4 separate regions of the Mus musculus genome follow, and regions 1, 2 and 3 are each linked to region 4. Evidence: chromatin contacts called from public Hi-C, HiChIP or PLAC-seq and capture Hi-C data. All regions are on one chromosome and are shown on one strand. Each heading gives the region's core, a stretch centred on a gene start, on an enhancer-like site or on the middle of the called end of the contact. The rest is flanking DNA. Distances are from core to core; before and after follow the strand shown.

Region 1 (5,873 bases), core at 3,094-5,593, 410 kb after region 4:
AAGGAGGAAGAGGAGGAAGAGGAGAAAGAAAAGGGGAGGAGGGGAGGAAAGGGGAAAAGAAGGAAGGAAAAGAACATGACATTCTGATTTGGATATGGATAAAAATTGAAAACATGCTAAATGAAATAAATCGCTCACCAAATGACAGATGCTGCATGATCACAACAGGCAATGCCAAAAGAGGAGAAACCTCACAAGGCCCCACTCCTAGATGAAGAACTCCACGTAACCAACGGCTGCTGAGAAAGAAAGAATCAGTCTCTCTCCAGGAGGAACCCTCTGATAGGTTATCTGATCCCAAATGATCATCCCTAAACACATACATAAAAGCAACACAAACTGGACTTAGTAAGTTTTACATATATGTATATGTATGTTTTATGTGTATATATACATATATGTATGTATATTGCATGTGTATATATGTATCTATCTATCTATATATCTATAGATATATAGATATCACAATTGTAATTCAAGTAGAGGACATGAACTTGAGAGGGAGTGAATGGAGGAGAGAGGTGGGTAAAACTATGTAAATATTGTACTCATATATGAAACTCTCAAAACAATCAATCAACTGAAATTTCAAAGACAGATGCTATTTGACTCCACTTATGCAGGGTGACAAGTAAAAACTTAAAGAGACAGATGCAAAATAGTGAATCTAGGGCCTGCAGGCAGGACTAATAGAAAACTGCTTAGGAGACATGAGGTTTGTTTTGCAAGCTAAGAAGTGTACTTAAAATGTAAATATACTTAACATTAATGAATTATGATTAAAATAGATAAAATGGTAAGCTTTGTTTGCTTGTTTGTTTGTTTTAGGCCCAGGTGTTTATTTCCCTTACATGTTAGGATGGTTCACAAACACAATACTAGGGCTTCGGCACTGTGGGGGAGGGGCGTATCCCAGGCCTCTCAGAGTAAGAGGATGTCGGCACTCATGTATACTGAAATTCAGACATCCAGTAGGGCTTGGGAGTGAAGCTAGAACCAAAGCCATCTAAGTGACAGGCCAAAGTGACACGAAGCCCACTTCCTGTGTTCCAACGATGAGTTTCCATCCCAAACCAATGGAAGGCAATTTTACTTGTTAGGGCCTAAAGGGACAGTCAGTTCTACTCCTTCCACTCCCCCAGGAAGCCACCTTGGTGACATATTTGTTCCTACCCATTGTAAGTGATAGGGATTAGCCTGGTCCCAACCATTATGGAAAACTGTAAAAGGCTCCAGAAGGTACAGTGTGGATTAGGCCACAAGATGGGGCAGATGATGTCCTCAGAAGCATGTGACTAGTGAGAGCAGTTACTAAACTTCTGGGCAACCTAGTCCATGCTATGCAGGCAGGTAGAGGGATGGGCATTGTCCATAGTTTGACATTGATGATGTCCACAGATTCAGGCTTGAGAAATGCACCACCCATGAGGAAGCCGTCCACGTCAGGCTGGTTTGCCAGCTCTTTGCAGGTTGCTCCAGTCACAGCACCTCCATAAACTATCAGGGTGCACTGAGCCACTGTACTGACTAGTTTTGTGTCAACTTGACACAGCTGGAGTTATCATAGAGAAAGGAGCTTCAGTTGAGGAAATGCCTCCATGAGATCCAACTGTAAGGCATTTTCTCAATTAGTGATCAAGGGGGAAAGGCCCCTTGTGCGTGGGACCATCTCTGGGCTGGTAGTCTTGGGTTCTATAAGAGAGCAGGCTGAGCAAGCCAGGTGAGGCAAGCCAGTAAAGAACATCCCTCCATGGCCTCTGCATCGGCTCCTGCTTTCTGACCTGCTTGAGTTCCAGTCCTGACTTCCTTGGTGATGAACAGCAGTATGGAAGTGTAAGCCGAATAAACCCTTTCCTCCCCAACTTGCTTCTTGGTCATGATGTTGGTGCAGGAATAGAAACCCTGACTAAGAGAAATTGGTACCAGCAGAGTGGGGTATTCCTGTGACAACCTGACCATGTTTTGGGGAGGTCTGTGGAAGGACTTTGGAACTTTGGGCTTGAAGATCCATTCCTTGTTAAGAGCTCTGTCAGATGTTTTGTAGGAGCTTGGAAGATAATGTTGAGAACAGTGCAGAAGATGGAGCCCTGGCTTGTGAAATTTCAGAGGGAAAATTAAAGACACTTTTCATGGCCATTCCTGTTTTGATTGTGAAGATTCTGTAGTTCTGGTTAGCTGGGGCTGAAGAATCAGCTGTGATTAACAAGATACCAGAACTACTAAAGCAAAAACTTTGCATTACTGGGACTATTGATGCTCTTTAGCTGGAGCTAAGAAATTAGCAGTGATTGAGACCAGCATCATTGAGGTGACATCTTCTGGGAAGTGTTTTCTGAGAGCACAGTGGCTGTGTTCCAGATATAGCCAAAGTTGTACATTGTGCTGTGGCTGGACTTGGTAATGTGTAAGGGTCACCCAGGTGGTACTGGTTTTGAAGGCATGAAGGAGTTGAGCAGAGCAGCTGAGGCTTGGCACTGTGAGAGGCCATGGAAGGCCATTGGTGAAAGTGCAGCCTCAGTTGCAATTGATGGCCCAGGACTGAAGGGGTCATGCAGTGTTTTGGAGATGCCAGTACCATGAGATGACCACCAAGAACAGCAGCAACAGTGGAGTACAGGCATCTGGAGCCTAGAGGATGACGCGTGTGCTACAAAGGGCATGGCTGGAGAAGTGACCCAAGCCCTTGGAGGAGCCCAGAAGATCGTGAGTTGGATCCCAGACATTGGACGGTTGGAGATTGACTTTTGCTTTTGATTGTGACTGTGCCCTGATATTTTCCCTCTTGAAGGAAGAAACTGTCTTAGTGGAGCCCACAGTTAAGAGACTTTTGATTGTAAAAAGACTTTGGATTTTAAAAGAGATGGATATTTTAAAGAGATTGAAATTTTAAGAATATGTAAAGACTGTGGGACTTTTAAAGTTATTTAGATCTTGGGGATGAATAAGATTGTAAGGGCTTACTAGTGATGTTTTTGTGTGTCAAGTTGACAAGGGGTCAATTGTACTGGCTAGTTTTTTGTCAACTTGACACAGCTGGAGTTATCATAGAGAAAGGAGCTTCAGTTGAGGAAATGCCTCCATGAGATCCAACTGTAAGGCATTTTCTCAATTAGTGATCAAGGGGGAAAGGCCCCTTGTGCGTGGGACCATCTCTGGGCTGGTAGTCTTGGGTTCTATAAGAGAGCAGGCTGAGCAAGCCAGGTGAGGCAAGCCAGTAAAGAACATCCCTCCATGGCCTCTGCATCGGCTCCTGCTTTCTGACCTGCTTGAGTTCCAGTCCTGACTTCCTTGGTGATGAACAGCAGTATGGAAGTGTAAGCCGAATAAACCCTTTCCTCCCAACTTGCTTCTTGGTCATGATTTTTGTGCAGGAATAGAAACCCTGACTAAGGCAGCCACCCCATCAGAGACATTGGATTTCAGCCAACCTGGAGCTTCTCATGTACTTCCGGTTGAGGGGTTGCAGTCTTGCTAGTCCCAATGGCCCATACAGGTTCATGGGCCAGGACCACCTTGCTTCTGTCCTTCACATTATCTGCGATGACCTTGGTTTGCTCAAAAACAACTTCCTCCGTGATGCCAGCTTCCCTTTCGTCTAGCTTCTCCCCAATGCAGGGGATCACTGCAAGTCCCTCTGCTAGGGCATGGTTTACTTTCTGCCCAATCAACTCATCTGATTCCCAAAGACACACCTTCTTTCCCGAGTGCCCCAGCACCACTCTGGTGGCTCCTAAGTCTCTGATCATGTCAGGGCTGATTTCTCCAGTGAAGGCCCCATTGGTCACTTTGTAGCAGTTCTGTGCAGCCACAGCAATCTTGGGATCCAGCTTCTGCCTAGCGAAGTCGATGTAAGAGGTTGTCAGTGCACAACCCACCTCAGTGTCTGCCAGCACACTGGCTGCCTTCGGGGTGCAGCTGAGTTCTCCCAGGCACTGCTTCCTCCCGTTCATCTTCCAGTTGCCCCCCACGAAGAGCTTCCTGGAAGGCACCATCATACTAAGCTCAAGTCTCTGAAAGTCAGTACCGTAAGTTTTATTTTACATGCATTTTGTCAAAGTTTAAACAAGTAGCTGAAAATATGCATATGTTTATATATAATCAGGATTAAATATATTATATATCAATATTAAATACACAAAGACTCACGATTATTGCAATTAGTAAAATTTAAAATGATATTCCTCAAAAGAGCCATTATTCAGGAAAAGATGTAGATCTTTTATCAAGCTGTATCTCTTCATGGACATAATTCCAAACAAAATGAGGTAACAGCAGACAATCTTCTACACAATGTAAGCTAGCTAGTTGGCCAGAGCACTTTCACCAAGTCATGTGCTGCCAGAGAAGTTGGGGCTACAGAATACAAGCAGATGTCAACACTTTCACCTTCCACTTTCTCAAGAGTGCTGATCAGGCCAAGTTTCATTTCACTTATTAGGCCACTTTCCAAGTTGGAGGAGGAGAGTTGAGAGAGGGCTGAAGAAAGTATTAGGATCTAAGTTTCATATCTGCAAAAGTAAGCTGATGTTGCTTACCACTGGGTTTCAAAACCAAAGCTTCCCTAAATTGGCCAAGAGCTTTGAAGAGGTCTGTACAAACCCAGGGGTCAGCAAATGTTTTCTGCAAAGGGATAGAGAGCCAAAATTTTAGGTTTTGCAGGCACACACTCCCCATTGCAATTCCTTATCTCTGCTGTGATAGCTCAAAAAAGAGCTCTCAGCAACACAGGGTAGGTGTGCATGGCATGTCTCAATTGAGCTTCATTTACCACACTGTAGTGAGTTGAATTTTACTGTCTCCTGATAAAGAGTCCTAAGAATTCTCCCTTCTGATTTGAGCATGGATACTTGCTTAGGTTAACAACAACAACAACAACAACAACAACAACAAAACATATACACACACACGTGTATGCTGATGCTACTGTTAGAGCTGATTCTGATAAGCTGCCTATGCCTCAAACTCTCCAGCAGCCATGTAGGAATCCTGAAGTCACTCAGTCAATTTAAAACTTTTAATGTGTTCCAAGTACGTGGAACATGCCTTTAGTCCCAACACTCAAGAGACAGAGGTAGGTTAATCTTTGTCAGTCTCAGGCCAGCGTGGTCTTCATCGTGAGTTGTAGGATACCCAAAGACACACAGTGAGACCTTCTCTCAAAAGACTGTTAATGCCTCAGTTGAAATACACACTTGTGATCCTACCTCTGATAAGATAGAGAAGGCAGAATCCCTGGGGTTTTCCAAGCTGCATGCACTCACGCACGCACGCACACACACACATACACCTGCATGGGCACACATCCCACACACACACATGGGCATGCACACACACCCACATGGGCAAGAACACATGTCCACATTAGCATGCACAGACCCCCACATGAGCATGCACACATACCCACCTAGGGAAGCACACACACCCACATGGGCACGCACACATATACACACCGGCATACAGATACACAGTTCAAAGCAGTTTCCTTCCTTCTTTGCTACACAAGACCTTATGTATGCGAGGAATGCCTGGACCTAGCACCAAGGAGTTTAAAATCGTGTCTGCTTTGACCCAAGAACCCTTCAAGTAGGAAAATGAAGCTGCTCCTTCTGAGACAAATCTGCTTTAAAATATTCCCCAAATCCTTGTCATCAGCAGGCCAGATTCTTAACTCATACATTTCTGGGAAATGATAGCTCAAATTGGCTGTATGCCCTTTGGCCCTAAACCAATTAGTTTTTCTAAATTTACTGGGACCAATAAGGGAAAAGGATATTACTTTGATATTACTACAACACAGGGCTCAATGAGTTCACTGGGAAGACAGTTCTGTTGAGAAGTTGCCAAAGTCACCTTTAGTGCCCCTGCAAATGTCT
Region 2 (6,406 bases), core at 3,896-6,395, 340 kb after region 4:
AATGTCACAGAAAATATAAAACTCAGTCTTCAGCAACCTGAAATTTAGACATGAGGAAAATGAGAGTTGGCACCATAAGCTCTGCTTACAGAGTATGGGAGTGAGCTGGTCCTAGGGTTTAAAGTGCATAGCTGATACCGCCGCTAGAACTCTGCAAGGGCCTGTGTGAAATTAAAGAAACACTTGTATTTTTTTCTTTGTTGTTTATTTAGTTTTTGCTTTATAGAATTCTTTTCTGAACAAATCTTGATTTTACCACAAGAAGAGATCTAGTTAAGTATAATCACTCCTTAAAGTCCATAGACACCTGCCCAGTGGTGTCCATTGGTGCTGTATTTACAATAACCAGAAAATAGTAGCAGCCTAGGTGCATGACACAGGGGTTCGGGGCAAGGAGGGACTTTAGAGAGGGGGATAGTTAGGACACAGGTGCTATGAAAGGGGAAAAGGAAACCAAGGCTGGGGAACTTAAAGGAGAAGGAGAGAAGAAGGGTAATACAGAGAGGAAAAGGAGTTCTCAATGGCACCAAGGCTGTTTGAAAAAGTCATAGAAAAACATTATTTATGAGCTTATTTAAAATGCATATGTAATAGAAACAGATACATTTGCATAGACTTTAATGAGCTTCTGCTACATGGAATTATAATGCTGTGCCACTTCTACCCCAGCAAAAGATCCGTTGACTAAGTAAAACCAGAGTGTCGAGCAAGTAAAACCTCCATCCCAGCAGTTTGTCAGGGGATTCCCAAGAGACTCCCAAAACAACACAGCTTTGCCCAACCTCCCAGATGGTGAAGGTAAATCCCTGAGGAGCCCACGTACTCCTGACACAGTACTTGGAGAGATAAGCTGGGACTGATCGGGAGACCTCCTCCCTATGAAGTCGCTCTCACAGTATTGAAAGATGCTGCATAGGATGCCAAGAGAGAAGAGCCATCAGTAGTCCTTCCGACCGATAAATCCTGCAAATCAGCAATGACTGGCCCAGCAAGCCCCACTAGTGCAATACTGGCACGGATACCTTGGGGGCAACCAACAGTTGTCTAATTGGACTTTCTAAAGTCAGTAGGAAGTAATCCATGCCTGAATGTAAAAATAGCCTGTGGCAGGAGTAATCATAGACTCTAAAGATGACCTTACCGTGATTTTCCTAAATCAATATAGTTTCTAGCTGTATTCTAAATAATTATCCTTCTATCTTCAGTTAAGTGTAGCTCTTCACCTCTCATCAAAAAAGTTTCTTTTGGAAGCAGATAGAGGTCATTACAGATACCCACAATTGATCTGATACAGTGAGTACGTGACTTTAGGGTACCCACTCCCAGTTGGTACCTCTACAACACAGCCGCTACGCTCAGGAAACTTCACAGAAGCCGAGGTGAGAAAATTTGTAAAAGCCACAGCGTGAAAAGCCTGCTTCAAGGTAATGTCTTCTAGACATGACAGAGACAACGCTTCACCTGTGAAATCACAACAACGTGGTTGTCCAAACAAGACCTGCATAAGGGCTATACAAACTGACATGCCAGCATGGAGGGGACATTTCTCGCATGGCCTCAGTCGTACAGGAAAAGCTACAGCCAGTCAGACTGGAGAGAGATGGAGAATCGGTTTTCTCTAAGGATAAGCCCCCTGATAGGTTACACAGTCAAAAGTGCTCAGCCCTAAACAAGTGTATCTACTGTTAGCAACACCAAACCAAGTAGGTAGGTTGTGTGTGCTCACATATGTAACAATATTTATAAGAGGTCAAGAAGTCAAGGGGAGTTGGAAGGACATGGGAAGAGTTAGAGGGGGGAAGGGAAAAGAAAATGAAGTAAATACAGGACTCATCTATGAAATTCTCAGCATAAATTTTTATATGGAAAGAAAAGGAGTTGTTAATTCTTTTCTGCTCCTCATCCCCAGAACTCTCGATGTAAATGGTTTTCTGTGGTCATTGTTCTCTCTGCTAGGCTCGATTTAGGCTTCTTAGAGAACTGGTTTTTGTTTGTTTGTTTGTTTGTTTGTATTTTTCTTTTGGTCTTGGTGGTGGTTTGGTTGGTTGGTTTTTGTTGTTTGTTGGTTGGTTGGTCAAACTGGAGTGTCGGAGAGCAGTCCTATTTGATGATGGACAGCTCTTGAGGAAGAGGAGGTCCACTCCAGCAGGTGCTGAGCGGTACTTTCTCATATACGTGTGAGACAAGCTATGACGCCACACTGTACTCTTTTGTTAAATAAGCGTTTGTAGATGTCATTTTCATTTTCCAGTAAACGGCAAGGTCTCTGTCTCTATTTCCTTTCACTTGAAGCACTATTTAAGAGATTCTGTGCCATCCTATAGAAGCCAAGAATCCAAATGGTTGTTCCCCAATTTCCATTTTTCTCTGTTCTAAGTCCACCAGCAATCTTTAACCTGCTAAGCACGGGCCTTTAACATGTTCTTCCTGCAGAGTAACTCCTGGCACGAGGCCTCAGCTTGGGAACAAATAACACACAACAGTAAAGCCTTGAGCTATCACTCCCAAGCCTTCCCAAACTTTCTTCCCAACCCACTGCACATACAAGAACTTTTGAGGGTCTCTGTTATAAATCAGATTTTTACATGGAGGAGAAACTGACACGGAGTGATTCATTTAAAGGGCATTTATTTGAAGCTGATTTTTTTTCCCTCCTATTGAAAGTTTAGACTTCTGATTGGCTCTCATCATGTCTTGGAAACAAAGGCAAGCATGCCTTCCTTATGTTTCAAAGTTTTTCAACACTAGCAGTTGTGTTTTTCTTCTACAAATTGCTGTGTTCCTTCATCAGCCTGTATAACCGAACTCTTTGTCCTCTGATGGTTTATTCGTATGGGTACAAATTGTCTTGACTACATTTTGTTTTGTCATGGTGAAAAAGCATCTGCTTCAAAAGTTACTTCATTGACGTAAACAGATCTCCACCTGGCCCAGCAGGAAACAGAAGAAAGGACTTTTCAGAAATTGTCTTTTCTCTGCCCCTAGAGAAAGCAGAGGACAAACCCAGAGGTTTGAAACAGGCACCATTTTGTAAAGTTAGGCCTTGGCGCACGGGGAAAATCCACAATATATTGGGGAACAGGTGTGATGTAAAAAAAAATAGCTTGTTTTCATTTCTACAACACTCAAGTCAACAAAACTCATTTATATGCATTATTTCATTTTGCTTTGGCAATAATCCCATAAAGGAGGCAGGGCTGAAACCACCATTAGGGTCGTTAGTATAAAGGAACGGACATTCAAATAAACCAGAATTTGCAAAGCCAAGTTCAATTCATGACACCTCCAAAGCAGTTAGATAAATACAACTTTTAAATAAAATACTACTGGCCAACTGTGAATAGGATATTCCTGCACGGTGTGCTTAACTGTATACTATTTCAATTCTACAGACATATCACAACAGGGAAGCAAGACAAATGCACTCTATTTCAGACGGTTAAAGGTAAACTGTGTTCATATTTCTCCCCTCAGTGACTGTCCTGGTGGGTGACTTCACAGAGTGCTTGTGTGCCATGGTCTGTTTGTTTGCTCTACCTCCACCCACTCCTTCCCTCCCACTCTCACCCAAACTCACCATCAAGCTTCTACACAGCTGTGGAGGATAACTCAAGCAGATATATTTTTATTGATAATTTGAATAAAGGCAACATAAATAACATCACTGAACTTTTGGAAAATAGCAAAATAACATGACATCCCATGATCTCAATCTCTGTTATTAGGTCAAGTTTCCTCTACCCCACCCACCACCCACCCACCTTCTGTACATCTGCTTGCTCCTACCTGAGATCATATGGCAGATTTGTACACATTTTAATTTCACATTTGCAGTTGACTCTGTCCTAAGCCCTTTCTTTACCTTAAGTGTAAGGCTATGTTTCAATAATTCAGAAGGCCTTTTCTGTGGTGCTTTTCTGACAGACCATGATCAGAGGTCGATTCATGAACATGAATGCAGAAAACACAGAAACCATGCCTGTGTCCATAAATGATCCCCAGCTAACACATGTTCACTTTCCTTAAGCTTCACTGCTATTCTTGCTAATTATCAGAGAACGAATAAAGGTGTTTTAGGATCAAACCCCAACCCTACCTAGCACCTGAATGAACTCATTCTGGTAAATTAGATAAATGGTCTTCATTACAAAACTAAATACTACTACTAACCCCCGTGCAAAATTGTTGGGAAGACCCAATCTGTACTAAGAGTCAATAGATGGTAACTTTAGCTTAGTTTTTGAGACACAACTCAAGAAGTCAATCGTCAGCAGGAAAGTAACTCCTGCCAATAGACATGCCAGCGGGGGACACCACCTTCTTGATTTGTCATCACTGAAGATGCATAGCTCAGAGAAATGAACACTAGACCAATATTATTAGGGAAACATAAAATCCTCCTTCCCCTGTAGAAATAATCTAGCTGAAAACTACAGGCACTGTACGACTGGTTTCAAATTGTAGATGTTGCTTTTTGACTCAAGATCCCCACAGGAGCAGAAATGGTTGCATCTACTGCTACATCTCCAAGGCCATTTGCAATGGGTGTTCAATGAATATATTTGAACTGAGTATGGAAACTCTATTAGAATTACTAGACCAAGCCTAAGATAAGAACCCATATGATGGGGAATAGGAGTTAGACAACATAACTGCTGGACCAAAATAAATCCACAAACTTAAATAACAATGCATGGAGTTTGCTTCACAATAGTATTAAATGCTCTCCCTCCCAGGTCCTCCAAAATGTATTAGCAAGAAATAGGAGAGATAGACATGAGCTTCAGCATCACAGTATCTTCCTCTTTCAAGAAGGAAATCCACTGAGCTTTGTTAGAAAAGCCAGATTTCTACTTAAGGTCTAAGAATGGGAGACAGTGAAAGGAGCTGGTTTACTAACATGCTTGGACACCGTGCAGGGAGCTAGTATTTCAAGCACATGGCAAACAATGGGAAAGAGGGTGTAATGAGTTACAGAGTAAGTACTGTTTACTCCTGAGTGGCCCCTGTGCTGCTCTATACCTCCTGGAAATTGTTTATGGGCACAGATCCTGTGATCATGGGGCTATGATTAGCAGATGCTGACAGTGTGACAGTGGAAAAGGCATGAATCACCATTGCTCCATATAGGAGAAAACCAAACAACATCAACCGTCCTTAGAAGTTAACTTCTCTTTCCATCGTCTAAGCTGTGGAGACTGACTTGGTACTGTGCAACAGGGCAGAGAAGGAGAAGGAGAAGGAGAGAGAAGGGGAAGGACTATATTTTCTATTTGGAAATTCCACTTACGAAAAAACTCATGATTTGTGAAAATATAAATCCTTAATTTGTAAGAAACAGCTAATGACATCATAAATGTATTTAACTACTGAGTTTCCAAAGGACCCAAAGCTGCATTTCCTAAGTGGTCATATCAATAGAAACACATTCACTACACTTCAGTCTAAACAACTGAGAACTAGAAATACGAAGGGTACATAAGAAGGCAAAGAAAATTGATGACTTCTTCATATTTCTAAGAATTGTCTATCAATGAGTTTGGCTTGATGATTGAGACTTTCAATAATATGCCAAAAGACTAGAAGTAATGTGTTTTCATCTAGAAATAGCAAGGGAAAGGGCCAGAAAAAATACCTTTTCTGAACACAGACGAAGACCTTTGTTAAGGTCTGCACAACATGGCTTAGCTAAGATGCTTTACCTGTCTTCAGACTTAACAAAAAACAAAACAAACAAAAGAAATACTGATCTCAACTGAAGTGATACACAGAGAACAAGGCATCTCTGTGCAAGCCTGCCTGGATAAGTAAGAGAGACTAATATGCATTAACTAAGGGCAGTGTTTGAGAAAAACTTAATAACTTGGAAGGTTTGAATGTTCTGAACTTGTGGCATCTGCCCCTTTGAATGGGATTCAGTCATCCCATATCTTGAGTGTCCCTTTCAAAAACAGCTCTCAAGTAAAAGTGCATACACCCCCTGTCACAGAAGCAAGTCAGAAAATAGCTTCCTTTCATCTTTGTGTGGGCCCTCTCTACTCTGGATCTGAGCGCTGACCCTTAATAACTAATGGAAAGTAGGCCAGGAAAATCAACTAACTACAGGCAACCAAGGAGAAGAAATGTTCTCAAAATTCTACATAAGGTAGACTATGTTAAGACAACTGAGCTTATGTGCTGGTTTGTTTGTTTGTTTGTTTGTTTGTTTGTTTGTTAATCTCTCCATGATGACCCACAGAGGAGCACAGGAAATACCCCAGGGTTAGACAAGGCCTTCCTTCATCCACAGCTGAGTCTGATGAGGTTCTCCTGGCAGCACCCCAAAGCCAAAAAAGACTTTGTTTCTGTCTTCTCAAAGTCCTGACCTCCAGGATTTAAGGAACCAATAACAGTTTCTCATTTCTTG
Region 3 (6,448 bases), core at 3,303-5,802, 440 kb after region 4:
TACATGTGGACAAATAGATCCAGATCCTTAGCTCTCATTCTGCAATAAACTAAACTCTAAATGGATAAAGGACCTTGACAAAAGACCTGATGCCTTGACAGTGCTAGAAGACAGAGTAAGGAATGTGCTTGAACTTGAACTCGGCAGAGAAAATGACTTTCTAAACAGGACGCCAGTAGCATATGCAGTAAGACCAACTGACAAGAGACCATACGAAACTAAGAAGCTTCTGCACAGAAAAGGACATCACTGGACTGACACGGAAGCAAATTTAATGAGACAAAATCTTCACTATGTCTACATCTGACCAAAGGCTGGTATCTAAAATATACAAAGAACTCAAAACTAACGTAAGAAAACAGACAACCCAATTAAATCATGGGGTATGACAATAAATAGAGAATTCTCCAAAGCTAAAATAGAAATATCTGGGAAACATATGTTAAAGTATTCAACATCTTTCTCCATCAGAGAATTGTAAATTAAAACTACGTTGAGATTTTATTCTATTCCAGGTAGAATGGTCAAGACTTTTTAAGTAAATAAATAAATACAAAAGAACAAAACCAAAAAAAAAATCAAAATAATAAGAATTGACAGCAGATGCTCTTATGTATGTGGGAAAAGAGGAAGGCTTACTCACTACTGCTGGGAGTGCAGATTGATGAAACCACTATGGAAATCAGTATGGAGACTCCACAAAAGTTAGAAATAGATCTACCACACAATCCATCTATGTACTCTTGGGCATACACTCAAAAGGCTCCAAATCCTACTATAGAGACGCCTGCCCACCCATGCCATTGCTGCTCTATCCACAACAGCCAGGAAATAAAAACAGCTTTTTATCATCCAATGAAAGAATAATGAAAATGTAGTACATTTACATTTATTATTCAGCTGTTTCAAAAAATGAAACTATGAACTTTACAAGTAAGTGGATGGAAATGGGAACAATCATTCTGAACAAGGTAATCCAGACACAAAAAGATCAACATCAGCTTTTTTCACGTGTAGATGTTAGCTTCAACTCTTTAGATATGTGCGTGCATTTGGAATACCAATGGAGATTAGTGAACTAGTTGGGAGCTATGAGCAAGGAGGTCTTTCAAGGTAGGGCACATAGAATACAGTGTTATAAAGAAGGAAAGGGAAATAATGGAACTGGAAGGATGAAATGGGATAAGAGATGGGAGAGCTATGTGAAGAAGGGAATATGGGGAGGGATAACTAACACTAAAGGCCTTTTGAAAAAGCCATATAGAAACATACTACTGTAAAAAGTCCTGAAAATATACACACATATAAAAATAGTTTAAAGGGAGTTACCCTACAGAGATCTGGGGAACGAGCAGTGAGGGACAATACTTCAACTGCACACCACATGCTGGCAAATAAAAACTCCAGTACTAGGAATGGGTTACCTATTTTTTGAGTTCTTGGCCAATGGGCTCAGACAGACCTCCAGATGTTATAGGATGTTGACAGTGCTCTTAGTTATCCTGCAGAATTGATAGTAAGATCCTATTGCTGAAAACTCCACATACTGAGTCAGAGAACATGGAGGAATTACACTGGTACTCACTTCGACGCTTCGTCCCTAGTGGCTAGCTTTCAAAATGCTGGATGGTACTATGGATGCTACCAGAGGAGAAAGGCACTCACCGTTCTCACCCAGCTGGGAGCCCTACTATAATGACTGGCCTAACAAGACATACCAGTTGGTGCAATATTGGCACAGATGTTATGAGAGTAACCAACCACTTTATGATTGGATCCAAGGTCTGTTCCATGAGATAGAACCCATCCCTGGAACTGTTACTAAAGTCAAGAGCCTGTGGTTAAAGCAATCTTAGGTCCTAGAGGAATACCTACCACTATTATTCTGCTAAATAGGCATAGTATTAAAGTGACTCCTAATAATGCCTTGGTAGACCTAGAGATCCGTGCATCTCTCAAGTCTCATCAGACAATTTGTCTTGCAGTAGATAGCAATTAACACAGATACGCTTAACTAGTCAACATGCAGAGAATAAGAGGCTGAAATGCTCATCCCTAAACAGGGTATCTATATCATATCCTTGTACATGAGGCACATGGATCTTCATGGAAAAGGTGTGTGGAAAGACTGTAAGAACCAGAGGTGGTATATGACACCAAGGGAACGGTGTCTCCCATATATAACAGAGCAGCTGCACATATGAAGTCACATGAGTTGTGACAAAATACAAAGACCTGAGCAAGCTTAGGTCACAAAACCCCAGCATAGAGAGTGGGAAGCTGAAAACACTCTAGGCCCAGGTAAGCAGGCAGATTATACAGAGATCTAGCAGCTTACAGGCCTAGGCCTAGGGGTAGTTGGAACATAAATAGAAATGATCTGGGCTCAGCCAAACCATGTATTCAAAAGTTTGAGTACGCCTCTCATCTCATCACCTTCTCTGGTCAACAAAAGTCACATTTACAGTTGACATTAGAAAACGCAACATTTTTCCTAAGTGATTCTAGAATCTAGTGATTTGTCATCTTGGAGATGACAAGTTACCAGTTTGAAAAAATAATGGAACAAGCGAAACAACTGGCCGCACTGGCTAATCTGGAGCCTGGTGCTACCATGGAGACTCCTTCAGGAAATTTTTAGAAAGTGGTTTTGGTGTTTTTTGTTTTTTGGTTTTTTCTTGATTTCATTTTCACCTTTAGATCTCCTGACAATGTAAATATTTATGCCTAAAAAACTGACTTGATTGTAGAAGGAAGGCATCACATATTAATAAGATCTGTCAATTGGTTCTCACTGGACTCCAAGCTTCCTGTGATAGCTGGTCTTTATCACAAACTTTATCAGATTTTGAGTTACCTGGGAGGGAAACCTCTGCTTTCCAACAAAGGCCTAACAGAGAAGAGAGGACTACTCTCCAAGTGGGCAGAACTTTCCAGAAGTGCCTCTTCTTGCAAAAGTAAGCTTTTCTGTTGTTGCCCTGCCATCCCTTACAGCATGCCAGCTTCTCCAGCCTTCCAATCCAGGCTTAGTACCAGTGAATTTCCAGAGGGCTTTCAGGATCAGTTTACAACATCAAGATATCTAAGTTTGTGAACTGATCAGCTACTACTGAGTTTTCTGCCTCCCCACAATGCAGATGGTCAGGACTACCTAACCCTTATTATAAAATCCAATCTAAAAGACTCTGTGTGTGTGTGTGTGTGTGTGTGTGTGTGTGTGTGTGTGTGTGTGTGTGTGTGTGTGTGTGTGTTCTGTTCCCTTAGAAAACCCTGTCTAATATACTATCCTAAATGTATAATGTGAGGATTCTTAAGGAAACAGTTTCACAACACTGTAAGGCATTCAGTGAAGATATTTAATATTTAATATTTTCTTTCCTTTTTTTTTCCTTCGTGTAGAAGTGGTAGTGAGTGTGTGTGGTCTATTGTCATGTGGTGTGTGCATATATGCACTGGTTTGTGTGTACATGCATAGAAACCAGAGGAAAATATTAAGTGTTCTGCCCTGTCACTCTCTGCTTTATTACCTTGACACAAGGCCTATGACTAAGGCTGGCGCTGGGCTGGAAGCCAACAAGCCCTAGGCTTCCCCCCCCCCACCCCCGTCTTCCTTTCCTACACCACTGGGTTTACAGGTGTATGGGTGGCTACATTTAACTTTTTACATCATTGCTGGGGGGTTGAATGTAGTTCTTCATGCCTGTCAAGTGCTTTTATTCACTAAACCTCCTCTCCAGCCACCCTAATGCATTCTTCATGTTTTAATCTCTAGTATATTCATTAAATAAAAGTTCTTAATTTGTAAGTGCCTGCAAAGTTCTGACATAAACACACGTCAAATGAATGTGGTGTCTCCTCCTCTTTCTGCTTCCAAATATGAGGAACAGCTACATGTGGCACACTGACAGTATTTAAAACGATTAGGGTAAGGGATGGTAGGTAGGTTCAGTGGGTAAAGATGCCTGACACCAATTCTGATGATCATTGTTTGGTTCCCTGGTACCCACATAGTAGAAGGAGATCTGGCTCCCACAGTTATCCTCTGATCTTCATACACATACAATAGCACCCATCCCCTGCCACCATCACACACATACAAACAGAAAAATAAATGGAATGAATTTACATTTAAATGCTGCTATTGGCTTTATATTTCTCCCATCTGTACCCCAGGCATATTGTAAACTTTGAACCATATCAGAAAGCTGAACCGATCAAATGAAGAGCCTCCAATTTTTATTAATAAACTATTATTTCTCAAGTCTGGAAAATTCTTGAGTTTACATGAATTTACTCTGGAGAAAAAAAAAAAGTTTGTAACCACAGACAGGTTTCATAATCACTCCAAGGATGACAAGTTCTTCTTGAGGACAATTCCTTTTGCTTTCTGTAAATGGAGGTGAGAAATATAACTTGTTCCTTTCACCAAACCACAAAAAAAAAAAAAAAAGACTGACATCATTCTTTTACCACAGGAATTGGAACTACATGTTCTATCAAGAGACTGTATTCACATTCTCACGCCTAGCATAGAGGATTAATTGCGTGCAGAGATGTTGAGGGAGGGAAGAGAAGGGGAAAGCCACAGCACAGTTATTGGTTGTAGAGAACACCCAGTCTAGCATTTTCCCCTTCTAGTACTTTTCTTCCTATAAGTGTCAAGTGAATATTTGTTTCTTTTTTCCCCTTCTGGGTTATGCCCTCTCAGTTGGAGCCAAGCTAGTTGTCTAGACTGGCAATGAACAAAAGTTATATGCTTCCTGGAAAGAAAAAGTCGTCACATATTAAACTGTTTAGTAATAAGGAGTGAGTCTACAGAGACATCATGGGAAACTGGCAATGATGTAGTAAAAATACCTGATTAAAATTTGTTTTGAAAGCCAGGCACAACACTGCATGCCTTTAGTCCCAGCACTGTGGAGTCAGAGGTAGGATGACATCTATGAGTCCTAGGACAGCATGGACTACACAGAGAAACACTGTCTCAAAAAACATTAGTAAACTAATTAAAATTCATTTTTTGGTTTTGCTCTGATTTGTTGTTCCTTTTCAAGACTTGGCTTCTCTGTGTGGCCCTGGCTGTCCTAGAACTCAATTTGTAGACCAAAATGACCTCAAACTCAGAAGACCAAAAACTCAGGACTTGCCTCCCAAGTCCTGGGATTAAAGGCATGGGCCACCACCACTGGGCCCCGTTTTCTAAAATAGGACGAGACCTAAAAATTTAGAAACATTGTTATCTTCATTGCTTTTCTATTGCTATGACAAAACACCATAACCAAAGCAACTCATTAAAGAAACTTTTATTTAGGCTTATAGTTTCAGAGGGTTGGTGCATGTGTTGTCAATGCAGAGGAAGGAAAAACTGAGAGCTCACACCTTGATCTGCAAGTGGGAGGCAGAGAAAGCTAACTCAAAATGTCACAAGTCTTTTGAAACCTCAAAGTCTACCATCAGCGACATACTTCTACCAGCAAGTTTGCAAGCACCTCCTAATCTTCCCCAAAGAGCCAGTGACAACAGACCAAACGTTTAAATATTTGAGCCTGTGGAGGACATTCTCAGTCAAACCAGCCAGGAGCCACCTCTCCAAATATACATGACTACCAAAATGTTGACATGACATCCCAAGAGGTTCAAGTGAGCCTGGACCCTCAATCTTTACCCTCTCTTTACTATTATAATGGGGATAAAGGAGAACTGTATTATAAAGTCAAATTTAAACCTTATAGTGACATTGAAAGAAATATTTAGAAACTACTATTTTTATGGTCATCATATTTTGTTTCAATATTATTATTTCTAAAAGCTACCTAGATCCATCTTTACCTTAACTACAGAAAAAAAAATTGGTGAGATAAATTTAATTACTATATTCTGAAGTGAGACATGAGAATACAGGAAAACCTTGAAAGGGAGCATTATAGATACTGGATCATATAGGCAGGCAATATACCACTGAAGACATAGACTCTTTAAGGTCACTGGCTTCAGTTCTGATTGTGAAAACACATATTCCAATGAAGACTATTTAAAAGGAGAAAATCAATTTCACAGGGGAAAAGCTTGAGAAAAAACATTGGATCTGAATCCTGCTATGGCCTTCCTGTAAGAGCGCCTTCTCTTACCCCAACACCTTTTCCTGGAACTTCTACTTATTCCTCTTGGTGCAGAACCAAAGTTCCCCTACCTCTTTTCTGCTGCCTCTCTCAGCCTTTCCTCACAGCCCATCTCCAAATTTTGTGTTACCTCTGACTCACAGAAACACCTTCCAGAGACGCCATAGCCACCACACTTGCCTCCTATCCAGACTGGGCAATGGCAAGTGAAGAACAGAACCCACCCAACAAAAACAAAACGAGATACCTCTACCTCAATATCATGACTCCAGAAGCCTGGATCCCTGAACAGAAAAATGCAAATATGATCAACCAAGATAAATATCTTC
Region 4 (6,001 bases), core at 1,651-4,150:
CAACTTGACACACCCACCACCACCACCACCACCACCACCACCACCACCACCACCACTACCACATGTATTCTAGTCCTCTCTGGGCTAACCAGGTTCCATAGGAAATCAAAGAGAATCCTAAAACATTAAAGTATGGGGGTTATTAGTGAGTGTCTTTATTTTCAATGTGCTTGTGTTCCTCAGACAGCTTGGGGCACCTGGCTGTCCTGTTAACTAGCATACTGAATTTTATGTAGGACGTCCTTGAAAGGCACTTTCACCTAACTCTTTGGCAGCCCCAGTCAGGTGGATGGCCTAATTTTTCCTGACTTTCACTTTGATAGATATAGTTTTGAAGGCTTACCTCCTCTTCCTCCTTCTCCTCTTCCCTTTTCAAATTCATGTGTCAAGCATGTCCCAACTGCTTTGCCCTTGCCTAGCTGCCTGTGGAGGGGAGATGGAAATTTCACATTTGAACCACATTGCCAGGAGCTCCTAATGAAGGGGCCCTGAAAGCTGCTGGCCCAGAGCCAAGTAGGCGCAGGCAGGAAGGGCAGTGTGGTCCTCAGGGGCTGGGGAGAGGGCATAGAGACATCAGCCACTCAGGTTCTGCGTGTCCCTTAGAGGAGACACAACACGTTCAGATGTAATATTTAAAATGCTGCCTTCTTAATTTCAAAGAAACCGTTTGGTAGCCTGTTAATCCCAATGCTTAAAATAATGACGCAATGCATTTGCTTTAGTTTAGACAAAACTCTCTTTAAGTGGCCTACTTTCATTTTCATCTGCACGAACAGTTTGTGGTTGTAATATTTGAGGTTTTAAAATTGTCTTAGTAAGGGAATACAGGTTTTTTTTTTTTTAAACCTGGCAAGCTTTTTTTCCCTCTAAATACCTTCACCTTGTTCTTATGACTCAAAGACTTACTTTCTCAGCCATGAAAGCTTCTTACAGACTCTGGCAAAGGGAAAGATAAACAGAAAACAGAAAAGGTGGCAAGCTTTGCAGAGTGTCAGATGCCCTGTACAGCTTGCCTTTTGTAAACTTCAATCATGGTGGTGTCTGTCTGAGAAGGAAAGACCAGGGAGTCCGCAGCTGAGGAGCCGAGTGTGCTGACACAGGATCACGTGCCACCTGACAGGGGACTGCTAATGGGTAGTGTGGGTTCTCTCTTTACCCCTCAGACTTCTCTTACATGATCACAGTGAGGCTGGAAGGTGAAGGCTAGGACAGATAGATTAATATGACAGCTTTTCTCCACAGTGAAGTCATTTGTTAAATAAAATCTCTGGGAAAGCTGACATCATAAAAGAAGTTAGATAGCTCCGGGAGGCAGTCACCACCCTCGATATCCTTGAACTCCAGAGACTTAATGATCTTCAAATAAGTAGTATTTAAACAAATCCCTTTTCAAATGAAGCAAAGGTCTGTTTATTTAATAATCACCATAAACTTTAAGTGGCAGAGAAAACTCCCTTGAATTGATATTTTGTAACAACTGTGTATACTGAGTAGGTGTTTGACTCCTAAAAGTTAAAGGTATTTCTGTTGTTGTGGTTAAATTCTGAATTTTACTGGCTAATCTGTGGGGATAAAAAAAAATAATTACTACTATGTTCAAATTTTGAGCATAAGTGGCCTTTTGTACATTCACATGGAGGGAAGTGGTGAGAGCGAGTTGTTCATCCCTGCAGCTGATGAGGACTGTGTGCACCCATATGCCCTCAAGGTATAAGCAGGACACCCACCACACCTTTATTCTAGTGCACAATGCACAGGGAAGCCTGTGACTCTGGAGGTTAGCATCTGCTCTGTGAGATGCCCTAGACATGGCTTGATGACTCTGTGGGGCTTTTCTATGCAGTCTCTGAAGTCAGACCACTCTGAGGCACATCTATGACAATGTGGTTGGTTTTTGTCTATGTGCAGATTCCTGTGTAGTTGGATTTGTTTGTTTGTTTGTTTGTTTTTTATGGGATTCTTTGAGAATTCAGAAACACACACACACACACACACACACACACACACTATAGATCTTTCTTGTTAGGGAGTTCCACAAACACCCTGAAGCCTGCATGACAACCCCTGATGCACATTCTTATACTTTAATTAATGAACTCATCGTGGATTATTTCTTTAATAGCCTTTCCAGGCTGTCTGCATTTTATTGCCACTTTTTGTCAAAGGAAACATTATTTTAAAAACAATTGAGCAGAATGAGAGTTTTTGAAAGGATGGAAGAAGAAACAAAGAAACAAACTTAAAATCCCAGCAGCTCCTGAGATTCAGTCCCCTTAGAAAACAAACACACTCTCTAGCAAGTGAAATGAGTCAGCACACTCTGTCTATGCTAATTTAAGAAAGGAAAATAAATTCTGAGTTCAGAACAGTACACCCCACTTTTCTAGGCGTTTCTGTCTCATTCTTCATTGAAGTTCTGATCTCTCCTGCATGATGGCCTCCGGCCTGCTGGTCTACCTACAGCTAGCTCCTCTTATCACAACACAGCACATTCTTATCTCTTCTCAGTAAAAACTACCAACTGGGTAAAAATATTTCTAACTGAATTCTCATTTAACATGTGAAACCGGCTCTTTTTCCTCCAGCCTGTGCAGTTTTTTCTTTTTTCTTTTCGGTTACAGGATGTTGTCCCCTTTCTTTTAAAAAAGATCTTTGAGGCATATAAGTTCTGAACTCAGAATTTATTTTCCTTTCTCGAATTAGCTGTAGCTAGAGTGCACTGAGTCATTTCACATGCCAGAGAGTGTGTTTGCTTTCCTCGGCGCCAGGTTGCCCTTTAGCATGCAGAAAGTTAAGAAGAAGGCAGTTTCACAACCCTCCCCTCTTAGCACCTGTCTGCAGTCTCACACCTGAAAATCAGCCTTGTCCTAAAGTGCTCATATGCTGGCCGGAAGTCCAATGGTCACCTCCATTTAAATGGCCTCTCTTCAGGTGCAGTTTTCCAATCTCCCACTAGTTGGGGCTCTACACAAAGAAAAGAAAAGAAAAAAGGAAATAAAGGGGCTCCACAGAATTATTTACTAAGCAAACACTACGCAGGAAGACTTTATTTTCCGTGTTCTTGAAAATACGACTGGTCATTTTATTTTGGTTCTAACACATCGACCACAGGTTTGTTTTGGGTTTTGGTTTTTGTCCCCCCCTCTAACTGCCCCCCCCTCCGTGGGTCAGTTTTATTTGCTCTTCATACCTTGATTTGAAAAGTCTGAACCAAGGTTACTACTGCTTTTGACATCGTTTAGAGGCAGTCAGCTCTCTCAGTGCGTAGTTGCTCTAAACTAGGAACGTGGAAAGTGCATAGACTGAACATTTAGCACACAAACTACAGCTCCACCTTCTCAGTAAGATTATTCTCTGCTCTGCTCTTAAACCCGCAGCACCAAATGCAGCTGATATTTTCTCTCTGTCTCTGTCTGTCTCTCTATGTCCCCGTGGGGCCCCCTCCTCTCTCTCTCTCTGTTTAGTCAGGATGAAAGATCCCCGTGGATAGTCACAAATAATCAAGATCCTCCCGTGCGGTCCACTGGCGCTCAGTTTTAGCTTTGTTTGTCCGGTCTTTCTCCACCTCCCCGGAGATCCTTTGGCAAATCAGATAAACAATGCCTTTTTTGCTTAAGGCAGAAAGAACAGTTGAATACAATGGGAGGCCAGACTTGGCTGAAATGCTGGCTGCAGGTGCTCTCAGCATTGTGGTCATTTAAACCAGATGCTGGGGAGTCGAAGCACCTGCTTCCCCTCTCTGTGTACACTTGAGAGACTGTGCTCCTGCGTAGGACAGGTCAGCGCATGGCTAAAACGAGTGGTGCCCCACAGCAGCATCGTTCTGGTTCATAAGACAGTTGGTACTAGGAAGAGCTTCGTACAGAGCCTGTTTAATCCTCAAACATATGTAGTTTAATTCAATATTCTTCTCTCTCCATTTCCAGACATACCATCACTATTCTGTATACACAGACAGACAGACAGACAGACAGACAGACAGACAGACACACACACACACACACACACACACACACACACACACACACACCTCTGCAACAGAGTCTACTTAAAGTAGACACTCAGATACAACGTTATTTTTCTCTGGTTTATATTATCTAGCAGGAAAGACTGACTAGGAACAAGAGGGTGATGATTTTTATGGTTCTGATAAAAATGAGACAGATGCCGAAAGCCTTGCATAGCTCAGATTTTATGAACATCTCTACAGCCATCATAAATCTATGGACAATCCACAATGAACATTAAATTGTGTACCTTGAATGTTGAGCATTAAATAAGAGATCAGGGTGACACTGCTTGTGTGTGTGTGTGTGTGTGTGACTAGACTAGATTCAAAGCTATAAGAGACTAGTTTGGTATTTTTGTACTAAAATTATTCTAAAGCACAATATTGCAAATCTAAATATGAATACATTAACTTCAGGGATATGTGAAAGTATTCAGAGTGTTTGTGGTATAGCTGTATGAGTCAGGCCTTGCCCTGATGTTAATATTTTAATTTCAATTTAAATATTTCTTTTCATCATAAATTCATTTTGGAACAGAGTCAGTTCTTCACAGTGATGCAGAGGGATTTTTTTTTTTCTTTCTTGTATTTATGAACCATGTTCTTCAAAGTTCATCGAGAAAGCTTTTGTCTTGAGAGCTGAGGTCCTTTCTGGAGGTTTCTGTGCAAACACACCAGTACTAGGGCTGAGGTCGGATGCCTGGAGGAGAGTCAAATAGAGGCCTTTTCAAGATCTCTAGTCCACCCTTCCCAAGAGAAACTTGTTTCTCATCTGTAAACCTCTCCTGGTCAGGCTGTGCGAAGAAATACTTTAATTTTTTTCCCCATAGCTCTTAATACACGGATATGGATTCTTTTCTGTGTATATGGTGGTAGAAATGGAATCCAGAGCCTTGTGCATGATTAAGCATATACTATACCACAGACCCACACTGTTAGCTTGTGACTATGTCCTTACTGCTGCCTGCTGAGGTCTTTGAAATGAAAAACCTTAAAAATGTTTCTAGGTTTGCAAGGACAGGAAGGGTGGCAGAATGGCTGAGGGTAACAAATCAAGAGAGCTAGTGGGGTTAGCTTGAGATGAGGGTATATAGTGCTGAGAAAGCATGCTTTGAAAGAAACCAGTCACAATGTGTTTTATTTTGTCTTGTTTTTTAAAGGAGGGGGTATATCTCTTTTTCTCCTCTTGTGTCTACATTCTTCTGGGCTAAAAAGTCCGTAGAGTGATTACCAAGATGTAGGAGAGGGGAGAGGGGAGAGGGGAGAGGGGAGAGGGGAGAGGGGAGAGGGGAGAGGGGAGACAGAGTCAGAGAGACAAAGAGACAGAGAGACAGAGATAGAAACACCACACAGGGAGAGACAGATAAAAAGACACACAGAGAGACAGACAGACTCAAAGGGAGGGACATACGGAAGAAGACATGAGAAAGACACACACACGAGAGAGAGAGAGAGAGAGAGAGAGAGAGAGAGAGAGAGAGAGAGAGAGAGAGAGAGAAACTAGATATTCCAACCTGCAGATGTGTGCTGCAGCAGTCTGTCCTGGGGAAATCGAATGGGGTAGAGAGGATGGCTTAGCAGAGATGACTATGGGAAGAGAGATTACAACCTCAGCTAAACCTCGACTCTTGTATTTAATATCTTTGGAGCTGTTTTCACTTATCTGTGTGACTCTCTTTTGTGCTCTTAATTTCTCCTTGAAGTTCTGTATCTAATCATTAGTTGGGCAACCAATAATTCTCCCTCAGCCCCCACCCCTTTTTACAACCAACTTTAATCTTTCGACTCAGTGAAAAACATGTTTCCCCTATCATAACTGGTTTAACAAAAATTCTCTTTCAAGTTTAGATTACTCAGATACAATGGCTTTCCTGCAGCGAGCTCTGCAGAGAGGAATTTACATCAGAAAGGAGATTTATGATAGCCTGAAATTTCCATTTGAATATGGAGAGTTAATAACACGCATATGGTTTTTTTATTATTATTATTTTA

Evidence for each region. Hi-C and Micro-C count contacts between places; a contact is called where the count stands out from the background. HiChIP or PLAC-seq counts read pairs in DNA pulled down with a chosen protein or histone mark. Capture Hi-C pulls out chosen DNA fragments and counts their contacts.
Region 1: a contact with region 4 is called in a Hi-C map of bone marrow-derived macrophages, with 16 read pairs. The contact joins two enhancer-like sites. A contact is called at or near these places in 8 of 39 promoter capture datasets (the C10 cell line, cranial neural crest, embryonic stem cells and 5 more), 2 of 484 Hi-C or Micro-C datasets (bone marrow-derived macrophages and cerebellar granule neurons), 4 of 115 datasets of contacts at active chromatin or transcription factors (bone marrow-derived macrophages, embryonic limb bud, microglia and 1 more) and 1 of 9 other capture datasets (bone marrow-derived macrophages).
Region 2: a capture Hi-C map of bone marrow-derived macrophages shows a contact between it and region 4, with 10 times the contacts expected there. The contact joins two enhancer-like sites. A contact is called at or near these places in 1 of 39 promoter capture datasets (the C10 cell line), 4 of 484 Hi-C or Micro-C datasets (the HL-1 cell line, bone marrow-derived macrophages and uterus), 1 of 115 datasets of contacts at active chromatin or transcription factors (bone marrow-derived macrophages) and 2 of 9 other capture datasets (bone marrow-derived macrophages and embryonic stem cells).
Region 3: a contact with region 4 is called in an H3K4me3 HiChIP or PLAC-seq map of bone marrow-derived macrophages, with 4 times the contacts expected there. The contact joins two enhancer-like sites. A contact is called at or near these places in 4 of 39 promoter capture datasets (3T3-L1-derived adipocytes, the C10 cell line, second pharyngeal arch cranial neural crest and 1 more), 1 of 15 datasets of contacts at CTCF or cohesin (pro-B cells), 1 of 484 Hi-C or Micro-C datasets (bone marrow-derived macrophages), 6 of 115 datasets of contacts at active chromatin or transcription factors (CD8 T cells, bone marrow-derived macrophages, embryonic basal ganglia and 3 more) and 1 of 9 other capture datasets (embryonic stem cells).

The regions. Positions count from the first base shown.
Region 1 is chr10:44,588,076-44,593,948 of GRCm38.p6, reverse strand. It overlaps the pseudogene Gm5950. Among named protein-coding and RNA genes, the nearest start is that of Gm35154, 7.9 kb to the left of the region's middle. Within about 2 kb of position 4,343, at least 43 of the 459 cell types and tissues checked have an H3K27ac peak or open chromatin away from gene starts, as enhancers often do. A contact at or near this core is called in bone marrow-derived macrophages, where this site is marked.
Region 2 is chr10:44,658,455-44,664,860 of GRCm38.p6, reverse strand. All of the region lies in intron 2 of Gm35154 (a long non-coding RNA gene), which reads right to left. Among named protein-coding and RNA genes, the nearest start is that of Gm35154, 63 kb to the right of the region's middle. Within about 2 kb of position 5,145, at least 11 of the 459 cell types and tissues checked have an H3K27ac peak or open chromatin away from gene starts, as enhancers often do. A contact at or near this core is called in bone marrow-derived macrophages, where this site is marked.
Region 3 is chr10:44,563,280-44,569,727 of GRCm38.p6, reverse strand. No RefSeq gene overlaps it. Among named protein-coding and RNA genes, the nearest start is that of Gm35154, 32 kb to the left of the region's middle. Within about 2 kb of position 4,552, at least 12 of the 459 cell types and tissues checked have an H3K27ac peak or open chromatin away from gene starts, as enhancers often do. A contact at or near this core is called in bone marrow-derived macrophages, where this site is marked.
Region 4 is chr10:44,997,955-45,003,955 of GRCm38.p6, reverse strand. No RefSeq gene overlaps it. Among named protein-coding and RNA genes, the nearest start is that of Gm40639, 23 kb to the left of the region's middle. Within about 2 kb of position 2,900, at least 132 of the 459 cell types and tissues checked have an H3K27ac peak or open chromatin away from gene starts, as enhancers often do. A contact at or near this core is called in bone marrow-derived macrophages, where this site is marked.